Regions from separate parts of the Ovis aries genome. Here region 1 is linked to region 2. A link is a contact called in public Hi-C data. All regions are on one chromosome and are shown on one strand. The core of a region is the stretch at or near the end of the contact, and the rest is flanking DNA. Distances in the headings are between cores, read along the strand shown. Region 1 overlaps ASS1 (argininosuccinate synthase 1). Region 2 overlaps PRDM12 (PR/SET domain 12).

Region 1 (5,684 bases), core at 2,286-4,785, 180 kb before region 2:
GTCCCTGACCATTCGTCCTTCCTGAAGAGGCTGCCCCGGCATCTGGGTGGGTCAGGCACTGGACGGAAAGATGGGGCCACCCTTCCAGCAGCATCCTTGCGGGTCCACGCCTACCTTCCCACGTGCGGACTAGGACCATTCTGGGCTGATTTCAGGGCTGCTCACAGCCCTCCACCCCGGCGGGAGCCGCCCAGCTCAGGCCCCCTCCTTCTCCGCTGCCTGAACCAGACTCCGGGTTCTTGGATTCCTTCCTGGGAGGGGGAAAAGCAGGCCCAGGCCTCTGGGCATCTAGTGAACAGAGCCCAGAGCAGAGCTTCACTGCGCGCTGCAAACGCGAGTCCCAGGGTGATTATTTCGATTTTTCTAGTGGCCCCGTCAAAAAACCAAGATGAAAAACAACAGGTAATGTCATTTTAATGATACGTTTTATTGAACCTTGTATATCCAAAATGGTGTCATTCAACGTTATCGATGTTGAAATAGTTTACATTCTTTCCGTACAAAGTCTTTAAGAGCCGCTGTGTGCTCTCCACTTAGAACCGGGACCAGTCACAGTTCAGGCCTCCGAGGCCATGTGTGGCCCCTGGCTCCCACTTTGGACAGTGTGGGTGGGCGTGGCTCCAAGCTTCTTTGCGGCCACTTCCAGCTAAAGCTACAAAAGATGTGCCCTTCCCAAGTCCGCAAGGGGCCCTAAGGGCTTTCATTTTTTTCTTTTAAGTGGAACCTCTTTCTCTGTCCCTTTAACCAATCAGCCAGCAGCTGCTTAGGGGGTGAGAGTGGCCCAGAGGTGAGCAGTCGTAAGCTCTAGTGATCTGCTTTGACCCCAAACACCAGGAGGCAGAGAAGCCCCCCAAACAGAAGCTGCGTGTTGATGCTGCAGGCGTGTGGGCCTGGGCCCTGGCCTGACCCCGACTCTCTGTTCCCACAGCAACTTGGGGGGTCAGGGTGTCTGGTTTCTGGGTCTTTGTCTGCAGAAGCCAAGCCCAGGGGTGGAATGGGGCTTGGTAATGGGGCCCCAAGCTGGTCTCTGGGAACCAGGATGAGGCCAGAGGGTGCTCCGCCCAGGCTCTGCTCATTCCAGGACTTGGGTGGGGGGCACAGCCACCCCAGCCCCACCAGCACCCCCAGCCTAGAAATCAAACCAGCTTCTCCATCTAGATGACACCTCCCCACCCTCAGTTGAGCAGAGGCCTGGCTGGCTTCAAGGCTGAGTAGGGGCTCTTCTTGGGCGACCTGTCCCTGACCCTCCACCCCCAGGCTGGTAGGATGAGTTCTGTGCCTCCACTCATGCTCCAGTTCCCTTCCTTTCCCCCACCCAGAGCAGCCCTGGGGGTGGGGGGTGGGAGGGTGGCAGGAGGGGGGTGGGTCGGAGGATGTGCTTGAGCCCCCGCAGGGCCAGGCTGGGTGGCTTTAGTCACCAGGAGCAGGGGGCGCCCTGGACCTCTGGACAGGAGTGCATCGAGAAACTTGAGGCTTGTCTGGTTCAAACCCTCACGTCTCAGTTGGGGAGACTGAGATCCAGAAGGGCAGGGACCTGCCTGGGGACACGCAGCCATTCTGCCATGGAACTCAAGCTTTCTCCAAAACCACCCTCTGGGATGGCAGGCTATGTCCTTCCCCTGCCTAAGGGGGTCCCCTGCCCACCGACCTTCCTGTGGGCTACACTGATCCCCCCACCCAGGCTACCGGTGGACCCTCAGGCCCCTTATCAGAGAAGGTGGCTCTGCAGCTTCAGCGCCTGGAGGAATCAGCAGGCCTGACTCCTTGTCTCGTGTCCAGGTCATCGCTCCCTGGAGGATGCCCGAGTTCTATAACCGCTTCCAGGGCCGCAACGATCTGATGGAGTACGCGAAGGTAAGGCCGGACTCTGCCATCACCCCGGCCCTCGTCCACTGCCCCCCCAGGCATGTCCCTCCAGAGGTTCGAGACTGGGGCTGGTACCCGTGCCTGGGGACCAAACCTCAGCCCTGGTGCCCTCCCCCAGCACCTGTTCCCTGGGCCAGCCCCACAGAACTAACTGTGGTCCTCGCCAGGACTGAGCATCTCTCAGGTCACCCCGCCCCCCACCCCACCCCAGGCTACCCAGCGGGAGGACACCAGTGCCCCTCCGTTTCCCGCTCAGATTGGCACCTCTGCGGTGTGTGTCACTCAGACGGGGCTGTGAGCGAGGCTGTTCTCTGCCCCTAATTACCTGACTAATTGTCCCCGGTGCTTTCGCAGGAACAAGTAGGTGCTCCGAGGGCCAGAGGCAGACAAAGGCTTCTGCAGCACCAGCCCTTTTTGAAGTACAAGTTGCAAGAAAACAGATTAGAAGTTTTGCATCAAGATCCTTAGCCACTCCCCAGGGTACCTTTCTTTTTAGCGACTCGGTGGCAGCGCTTGACAAACAGCCTCAATCAATCAGACAGGGGAAAGCAACCTGGTGCACGCACCAGAAAATTGCTCGGGTTTTTAAATAGCAGTCGCCAGGGCTGGCTGTGAGCTCTCGCTGCAGCCAAGGTGCCGCGTGGCGGGGGACGCGGCGGGGACCCAGCCCTGCCCCTACCGTCAGCATCCCATTAAGACCTGGAGAGCTCCGAGGAGAGATCTCCTCGACCATCTGTTGTTTTATTATTAAAAGGGGAGTTTACAAGAGCAAGCCCATATGTTGCCAAACAAATTTCCAAATAGCAGAGCTATTAAGGGAACGGGGTTAGAGGCTTTCTTCCCCTCCTTGGTCTCCTTGAGGATACAGAATCTGAAGCACGTTTTATCTTGAAGAATAATGAATCTGGAGCCCCGGCCCATCCCTGTTCTCACGCCAGCAGTCGTGGTTGGAGAAAGGGCTGACCCGTAATGCTGTCCTTCGTTTCTGTGAAGCTCCCAAGCAGAAGCAGCTCCTGGGTTTTGCCAGAATTTCTGAAATCATTGTTTGTCCCAAGGTTCTTGGCTCAGCTTCTGTCTTAAATAACCTTTTAAACAGGAAAGTTTGCCCTGGCGAGAGAGTCTGGGTCGCCACCACTGAGCCTCCCTCAGAGGCTGGTATCAGAATCGAGCTCTGAAAAATCTGACCACGTTCTAGAATGATGGCCGTGTCTCTGCACCCGGGAGTGACCGGAATAATTGAGCAGCAGCCAGACTCTGTCCAAAACTCAGAGCCACGCAGCTGCTTCAGCTGAGACAAAAATCAATGGGGCTTTGAAAAAGCCCCGCTTTTGAGACCCGTTAAGTCACCCAGGCCACAAGGTGCTGTAGGGAGACTCATGGCAAACATGCATTTGTATCACTCTCCATCTCCCCCCACCCAAATCCATCATCCAACGGGAAAACCACTCAGAATCACCCCATCCTTATCACTGTCACCATAATTCTTTTAAAGCCAACATGCAAGGTCGGGTCCGGAAAGCGGGGCGTCGTCTGTGTACACGCAAGAGGCAGTTTTGTTTTTTGTTGGCAGTTGTATCCAGAGTTTCCGGGGTGTGGGTGTGTGTGTTGGCGGGGAGCTCAGGACAGAGAAGGGAAGGGAAACAAGCCTCTTTGGTTGAGGGCCTGTGTTTGGCATTTGTGTGTGTCTCCCTGCCGAGGAAGGGTTGCCGGTCCTGTTCTTCTCTCTTTGCTCCAGCAGAGCCCCAGTGGGAGAGAGAAAAGGCAAGAGTGGTTCCAAACCACCCCCCAGAAGAAAGGCTCCAAGGAACCTGCCCACTGGCTCTCTCAGCCCCCAGCCCGGGGAGCTGAAATCTCCTCTGCGGGGATTTCAGCCCAGTTGGCACAGACAGGGTCCTGGTCCCCACACCGGGCCTTCTCTGCCTGGAGACAGAACAGGGCGAGCATGTGGTTTTGACTCTGGGCGCCTCTGCAGGGCAAGGAGCCCCCGACATAGATCAGCCTCGAAGTGAAGTGTTCCGTTCACCCGTGTGGTCTCCACTGAAGAGGATGCAGATTTTAGAGCGGATGTGGGCTGTTGCTTTAAAAACGGAGTTTCTTGGTAAAACTGGAAAAAATATCCAGAAGGTTTAATCTATTTTGAAATTTTAAGGTGGTGATGAAGGAAACAGCAGGTCCCTGGAGGAAGCCTCTAGAATCTTAGTTGTGGGTATGAGCTGAGCCAGGGCAGAGAGCTGTCCGGAAAGATGGGGTACTGCTAGTGGAGACTGGTGGGACCCACCTGGGCGAGGTGCTGAAAAGGGGGGCCTAGGAGGCAGAGCGGAAGTCTTGCTGATTTATAGGGGCTGGGCTAGGCTGGCGTAGCTGTCTTCTGTAGCTGGTGTACCCAGGAGAAGCAAGCAGGATGGTATCCTGTGCTGGATCCAACCAGGTGTCAGCCTGGGTGGCAAGGGACAGCTCAGGAAGCAAAGATGTCTTTAATACCAAAGACCTTCAATGCGTCACCCACAGCCTTTCAGGCCCAGGGTCTCCGGGGGGTCTCCCCCTAAACAAAGAATTGGATCATTTGGGAAGCAAAGCGTCATCAGATGGAGGGTTACTCCTCTTCAGGGCTGCAGGGTGGTGCACGTGGTGACCACAGGCAGAGAGGAGACGTGGGCCCAGGGAGTGCCCAGCCGCACCCTGGGAACAAGTGTCCTGAACCAGAGGCTCCCGTGGGCGCCTCTTGCTTCCTTGGGTGAGCATTAAGCACCCCCGTGGGTGCGCATGCCTTGGTCGAAATCCACAGTGAAAACTGGGTCCATGCCACCTCCCAGCTCATAGGGTGGCGGTCCACGGACGGTGCTGGGAAACCCTCAGCACCTGACGTGTGGGCTCAGAATCTTCTGGAAGAAACCTCCAAGGTCAGCATGCACTCCACAGCATCTCGGACACTAGGTCTTAGAGTCTCTCTACCTGGGGGTGTTCAAAAATGGGGCCATCACTCCCCAGGCCAGCCTGGGGTGGGGAGAAGGAGACTGTGGGGGCAGGGGGCGGTCCAGGGTCTTGTTGGCCTGGGAGCCAGAGTTTGGGGGTGTCTTTGACTTTGAAAGGAAACCGAGGCAGGCAGGCCTGACTCTCATGTCCTTCAAGCTGCCTTGTGCCGACACTGTCTTACCTGTGTTGTCTTAACCTCTTACCTGCAGCAACATGGAATCCCCGTCCCAGTCACCCCCAAGAACCCGTGGAGCATGGATGAGAACCTGATGCATATCAGGTAAGACGGACCTGCCTGTCCACCGCTCCTCCAGGCCTCGGGGAGCACCCACCCGTCTGGGTCATGATGGGCCCTCATGGACGGAGCCCGGCGGCCTCAGGGAGGGCAGACCGCCTCTTGTTGGTGTGTCCCTCTGTTCCTCCTGCACTGACCCCCCTCCTCTGTCTTCCTTCTTTCTCCCCTGCAGCTACGAGGCTGGAATCCTGGAGAACCCCAAGGTAATCCCCCGTTCCCCCGAGCCCAGTCTTTTGGTTTTGGCTGCTCCATGCCGACACGGTCTGGTGTGTTTGTAGCCTAATTTGAAATTTCACGGGGGGCCGGGCATGGGGCTGGGGCTGAGCCCTGCCTGTGTTCCCTGACCCTCCCCACCAGGCCCCCTGTCGCCTGCCCACTCCTCACTGCGTTTTTTCAGATCCTCCCCCCTCCCCGGCGCTCTTTTTTTTTTCTTAATTGCTGCCATGATGAATAGGGGAAGGAAATATTTCAGGGAACGGAGAGTGCGATTGTGAGACAATAAAGAAGCAATTAGGCAGATGAGACACTTGTGGGAGGGCCCAGTCTGTGC
Region 2 (6,382 bases), core at 2,153-4,652:
ATGCCCCTGGAGCCACTGCCATGGTCCAGGCATGGATGGAAGACAGTTCTGATTCTGGACAAAACAGACTGTCTGGGGGCAGATTGGGTGGAGGGAGAAGCAGGGTGTGGCAGAGGAGCAAGGGGCCAGGCAGTAAGGACACTGGATTGAATTCCAGTTCTGCTGTGCAATTGTGGGAAATGGCTCTGCGCTCGGTTTCCCGACCTCTAAAAGAAGGATGTTTGTTGGGCAAGATGATGTCTAAGTGCCCTCCCAGCTCTGTCCATGGTGCTGGACCTGGCACAGAGTAGGTGCTCAGCATGCATCTGTTGAATGAAGGCTGAGCAGTGTGTGTGCACGTGTGTGTGCTTGTTGGGCGGTGGGGCGGGGTGGGGGCAGCACTGATCATCATGGTAGAGACCATTCGCTCCAGACCTATTTCCTGCCAAGTATTTGGCTTAACCTTTTACAGGTATCATCCCACTTGGGTCCTCATAAAACCTTTGTGATATTTGGTCATTTTTATTTTTAAAGGACGACTCTGAGGCTCAGGAACTACTGTCTATCCAGCCCTTGGTCTAATGCTTCACACACCATTTTTTTCTGATCCTCATAGCAACTTTTTGCTGTGATAAGTAATGATAACGATGTCATCATTACTTTCATTTTGGGGATGAGAAAAGTGAGGTACAGTTCACTGGTACATAGTTGAAAAAGTGAGTTGCCCAGTCAAACCCAACTCTTTGCAACCCCATGGACTGTACCCCACCAGGCTCCTTTGTCCATGGAACTTTCCAAGCAAGAATACTGGAGTGGGTTGCCATTCCCTTCTCCAGGGGATCTTCCCAACCCAGGGATCGAACCCAGGTCTTCTGCATTGCAGGCAGATTCTTTACCATCAAGGCCACCAGGTACATAGATGGCACTCAGTAAATAAATGTGGGATAAATTAATGAAAGGTTTTGGGGGGGAAGAGGAGTAGTTATAACAGTTACTACCATTTATGCCTAAGTCCAGGCTTAGGCAGGTAAAGTGCTCTGTACAGAGTAGCCTTTGAAGATGTCAGCTTTTTTTGTGATTATCTCAGGAAGATCCCGTGGAGGATGAAATGGCAACTCACTCCAGTATTCTTGCCTGGAAAATACCATAGACAGAGGAGCCTGGCAGGTTACAGTCCATGGGGTCACAAAGAGTCTGACACGACTGAGAGCTGAGCGTGCATAATCCCCGTGAGGTCGTAGTAGGTTCCCATTTTAAAAAAACTTATTTTTCAAAATTTACTTATTTAATTGAATCAGAGGATAATTACTTAACAATACCGTGATGGCTTTTGCCTTACATCAACATGAATGGGCCACAGGGCATCCATGTGTCCCCTCCATCCCTCCCCACCTCCCTCCCCACCTCATCCCTCCAGCTTGTCACAAAGCACCTGGCTTTGGGTGCCCTGCCTTCACGTAGGTTCTCATTGTACTGGATGAGAAACTTGAGGCTTCCCCGAGAGGGTAAGTCACTAAGTCCCCGAGATCTCGCAGCATGGATCTGGAGTCCAACTCCTAACGGATGCCAGGTCAGGGCGCTCGCTGCCCCTTTCCACCCCCTGTGCGGCGCCCCCAATCAGTCGGCGGAAGGGTCACCCCGACTGATTGATGATCCGAGGCGGCTGAGCCCCGGGAGGGCGCCCCTTGGGGAGGCGTACGGGGGGGTGGGGCGTGGTGTCGAGCCGCCGGCCTCGGGGATGCTAACGAGGCTGCTCTCTCTTTCTCCTTCTTCCCGCCTGCCCGACCCCACCCGGACTCTGCCCGCGCGGCCAGAGGACTTTCACCCCGCGGACTCGGCGGCGGGCACTGCGGGCCGCATGCGCTGCGTCATCTGCCACCGCGGCTTCAACTCGCGCAGCAACCTGCGCTCGCACATGCGCATCCACACGCTGGACAAGCCCTTCGTTTGCCGCTTTTGCAACCGCCGCTTCAGCCAGTCGTCCACGCTGCGCAACCACGTGCGCCTGCACACAGGCGAGCGCCCCTACAAGTGCCAGGTGTGCCAGAGCGCCTACTCCCAGCTGGCCGGCCTGCGCGCCCACCAGAAGAGCGCGCGCCACCGGCCGCCCAGCGCCGCGCTGCAGGCCCACTCGCCAGCTCTGCCCGCGCCGCACGCGCACGCGCCCGCGCTCGCCGCCGCCGCCGCCGCCGCGCACCACCTGCCGGCCATGGTGCTGTGAGCCCCTGCGCCTGCGTGCGCGGCCCCGCTTCCCCCGCGCGCCCCCGCTCACCCCCGCGCGCCCCCGCCGCCCAGACCCCAGGCCGCCACGCGACACCTGCCGCCCAAGGTGCTGTGAGCACCTGCGCCTGCGTGCGCGCCCCCGCTCCCCGCGCCCGCGCGTCCCCGCTCCCCGCGCCCGCGCGCCCGCGCCTCCCATTCCCCGGGCCGCCGCGCGACACGTGGCTGTCATCTGTCCCGACGCGACCCCCGGCTGTAGGCGCGCCCCAGAAATGACGCCCAGGCTTACTCTCTTCCCCCCAGTTTCGCACAGGAGGACCCTGAGGGGCGAAGTCCCTCTCCCAGGCCTTCCCTCCCCTCTCCCCGACATCGGCCACCTCTTCTTCAGACGGTCCCCGAGTCGCGCGCCTCTTGAGTCGGCTGACCGGGATGATATAGCCCCCTCGTGGGTGGCCGGAGAGGGGACTGAAAGCCTCCGAGGGTCCTCAGCGAGGGGGAGGGGAAAGGCAGACTCCCACCACCCTCACAGAGAGCCGCGTGCTGGGAATGGAGAGCGACCTCCCTGTCCCAGGGTGGGCACAGCGGGGCTGGCACGCGCCATCTCTCTCCTCCCTCCTCAGGGACTGCTATCCTGCAGTGTCGCCCCCTCCTTGAGAGCTGGGGGCTGGCGGGCTCAGGGGCAGCCAGAGGAGGCCGGAGAGACCTGCCCTTCCCTGCGAGGATGGGGTGGGGGGTGCTTCTCTCCTCCGGGCCACCTGCCCCCCACCCCAAAATGGGCTCCCTGGGGACACACAAGGCACAAATGTGCCAAACAGGCTGAGAAGGAAGGCAAAACCGCGGTGGCTCAGCGGTGAAGAATCTGCCTGCCATGCAGGAGACCAGCTTCGATCCCTGGGTGGGGAAGATCCCTGGAGGAGGGCACAGCAACCCACTCCAGTATTCTTGCCTGGAGAATCCCATGGACAGAGGAGTGCAAAGAGTAGGACACGACTGAAGCGGCTTAAGCACGCACCAAGGCAAAATAGAAGTCCACTCCCTGGGATAAGGCCTGCCTCTCTTTGGGCCTACGCTTCCCCTATCCCCATCTGTAAAATGAGAGAATTGGACCAACGCCACCTCGCCTTCAGCTCTAACGTCAAGCTTGGAAAGGGGATGCGGGGCCCTCCTCACCACCCTCCGGCACCAGGAGGCCAAGACTGGCTTTTCGGCCCGGAAAGCATCTCCGAGCGGTGCGGGATGTCAGGAGGTTCCGCCCTTGGCTCCGTCCGGTTTCCCCACGGTCCGGGCCATGGGCGCCCTCTAGTGTCGCCTTTCCCACCTTGCAGTCATTTACTAGAATCCCGCCTAGGGCGTTTTGTAAAATAAACTATAATGATGAAAAGTATAAAATGTATAGAGTTTTCAAGAACCTGTGCTCTACTTCCAGAAAACGGTCACTTTAACTTTGTATATACTTATCTTAAATGATATTTACGAACCTGTGATATATATTATTTGATTGTACATGTAGAACTGTAAATACATTTGTACCTCTCTTGTATTCTAAAATAAAATTTACTTGGAACATTTACCACTTAGCATCTGAATGGGTCGACGCTTTTGTCTGCATGAAAGGGGAATGTGGAAAATACCTAGGAGTTGGAGAGCGGGCAGGAAGAGTTGTTTCACCTACTGGTTTTTAAAATAACCATCCTTGTCGCAGCTGGGGCATCAGCTCCCCAGAGAGAAGGCCACAGTATAAAGCAGTCAAGGCTCACAAGGCGCTGGGCAGATTCCTCCTAGTTCCCAGCTGACTCTCAAATATCAGTGTCTTGCTTTGTTACTGCCCCCAAATCTTCGCTGCTTTTTTAATTAATTTTCATGGACAGCTTGAAGGAATCCATGCAGCCTGTGCAGGTGGACCAAGATGGACATCAAGTACCCTCCCAATGCCCAGAATTTCAAAACGCTCTGGTGCCCATTTCCAGACCCTCCTTCAGGAACAACAAAGAGCAGGGAGGTCATCAGTGTAGAGCCAGGCCCTGGCTGTCCTCTCCAGGACCTCCTGGCCAGGAGAAGGTGCACAAACTGGGAAGTGTGAGTTCATGCCTGTGCCCCAGCATGTAACAGCCGTGAGGCTGTCACCCTTCCAACCTGCTGGCATCCATCAGGCTCACCTCTCTGTGTATTCTAGCTGTGTACACACACACACACACACCCCTGAAGATGCTGGAATTCACACTTGTACATACAGGCCATGCCCATTTGGAGCTTCAGGTATTCCCAAAGACCCAGTACTTCGGGAACTGATGTCTTTGGTGCCAGTGGGGACATCACTCTTCGTACTCTTCCGCTTCATCCCGTTAGAAATCTTTCTTCGCCTTTGATTCCTCGAGAGACGTTTTCCGATGCCTCTGATGGCCCCTGGCCTTCCCCTCCTCTCACTGCAACGGCATTGTCAGACTTCATAAAAGTCAGTGGGCCGGCCCTTGATCAAAAATCTAAATTGCTTTCTGTAGGTAATTTTATGAAGTTCCAACCGGCAGATCTGAAGGGCAACAGCCCCTGCTCCAGAACCCACCTGGTGGCAGCAGGCTGTAATTGCAGACTGAAGTGCTTGTGTTCGATATCGTTGCTGGCACTAGAGATAACAAGATGAGCAGGGAGGCATTGGCTGCCTGAAGGACTGCACGCACGTGGGGGCTTCTCTGGTGGCTCAGCTGGTAAAGAATCCGCCTGCAATGTGGGAAACTTGGGTTCGATCCCTGTGTTGGAAAGATCCCCTGGAGAAAGGAAAGGCTACCCACTCCAGTATTCTGGCCTGGAGAATTCCATGGGCTTTACAGTCCCAAAGAGTCATGTCCCAACCCAAACAGTCGTGTCCCAAAGAGTTGGACACGACTGAGTGACTTTCACTCCTTGCTGGGAGGCTTGATACTCAAAGCTTAATCTCTTACTTTGTTCACTTTTTCAGCAGGGGGCTCGGGCTCCTTTCCCAAGAGTGCATGTCCCCCTGCTCCCAACAGAGGCACACAAATACACCACCTCCCAGTCAGCCCGCAGATTCAATCCGAAGGGCTTGCTGCATATCATATAGGCATGCGGTATAGACCAGCTGGTCAAAGGGTAAAAATAAATAATTAAGTCTTTTAGGATATTCAAAAATAAAATAAGAAATAAAAACAGATCAAATTACTTCCTTGCTTAGAACACTTCTGTCAGCTTCCCTTTTCCCAAGAATGAAATCCAGGTTCATCTTTGCCTGACTCTGCCCGTCTGCGACTGAACCTGCTCCCTCACCCAGTACACACGCTGCAGCCAGAGGTGCTGGCACCGCGGATGTATGTGCTTCTGCTACTGTCTTGACCTTGTAGCCTGAATCTTGGAAAACTCACTTATTCATTCTTGTAGCTTTGGGAAGTTAGATTACGTAGGACCTCTGTGTACACGATAATGTTGTGTGTGATTAAGGCAGTTTTATTCTTTTTTCCAATCAATATGACTATCATGTCTTTTTTTATTGCATGGTTCAGGACCGCTGGGTATAGAGAGTTCTAGATAGAGGTCACTGCTCTGTGTTTGAAACTCTACTTGGCCATTCACTAGCTGGGTGAACTTGGACAAGTGAATTAATGTCTGTGTGTCTCAACTTCCTCAAATGACAAATGGGGTGATACTTGGCTCCTAAGGAGATTGTGAGGACTAAGTGGGACAATGGATGTAAGTGAAATACATGACTTGGGATCTGGCATGTGGTAAGTGCTCAGCAAATGGAAACCATTGTTAACACAAGGATGCCTTTGGTGGAGTGAAGGGTTGTGGCTGCTTCTATCACCCACCTCACTGGGCATCCCCCAGGGGCATCTAAGGCAGCTGTCCATCACCCCATCTCCTGCCCTTTCCATTAGCCATTATCCTCGGAGCTCTTGAAATGGAGGAACAGATATTCTAAGCTCTCAGCTTCCTTCCCACTTTGGGGCTGGTCTGCTAGGCTGCAGGGCCATGATGAGGTGGGACAGATTAAGGACAACGGCTTGTTAGCACCCATCCTGACTGCTTCCCATGGCATGGCTGCCTTGGGGAAGTCAAACTTTGTGCATGTTGGCTCAGGGCTTCAAGGGTGGGTGTTGTGGGAGAACCAGGCTACCTGGTCTGTTCTGATGGGTCTTTGGAGTCCTGTAGAGGCACTTCTGACACGCGCTAT

Evidence for each region. A called contact is a pair of places that touch in the nucleus more often than the background predicts.
Region 1: a Hi-C map of hypothalamus shows a contact between it and region 2, with 6 times the contacts expected there. The contact joins two enhancer-like sites. A contact is called at or near these places in 12 of 16 Hi-C or Micro-C datasets (blood, hypothalamus, liver and 7 more).

What each region holds. Positions count from the first base shown.
Region 1 is chr3:6,118,977-6,124,660 of ARS-UI_Ramb_v3.0, reverse strand. ASS1 (argininosuccinate synthase 1) reads left to right here. Exons shown (of 15, transcript XM_042245529.1): 6 at 1,780-1,854; 7 at 5,049-5,119; 8 at 5,307-5,337. Among named protein-coding and RNA genes, the nearest start is that of ASS1, 22 kb to the left of the region's middle. Within about 2 kb of position 3,535, at least 3 of the 54 cell types and tissues checked have an H3K27ac peak or open chromatin away from gene starts, as enhancers often do. A contact at or near this core is called in hypothalamus, where this site is marked.
Region 2 is chr3:5,941,536-5,947,917 of ARS-UI_Ramb_v3.0, reverse strand. It overlaps PRDM12 (PR/SET domain 12), which reads left to right. Exons shown (of 5, transcript XM_027968320.2): 5 at 1,794-2,200. The coding sequence ends at 2,200. Among named protein-coding and RNA genes, the nearest start is that of EXOSC2, 8.2 kb to the right of the region's middle. Within about 2 kb of position 3,402, at least 6 of the 54 cell types and tissues checked have an H3K27ac peak or open chromatin away from gene starts, as enhancers often do. A contact at or near this core is called in hypothalamus, where this site is marked.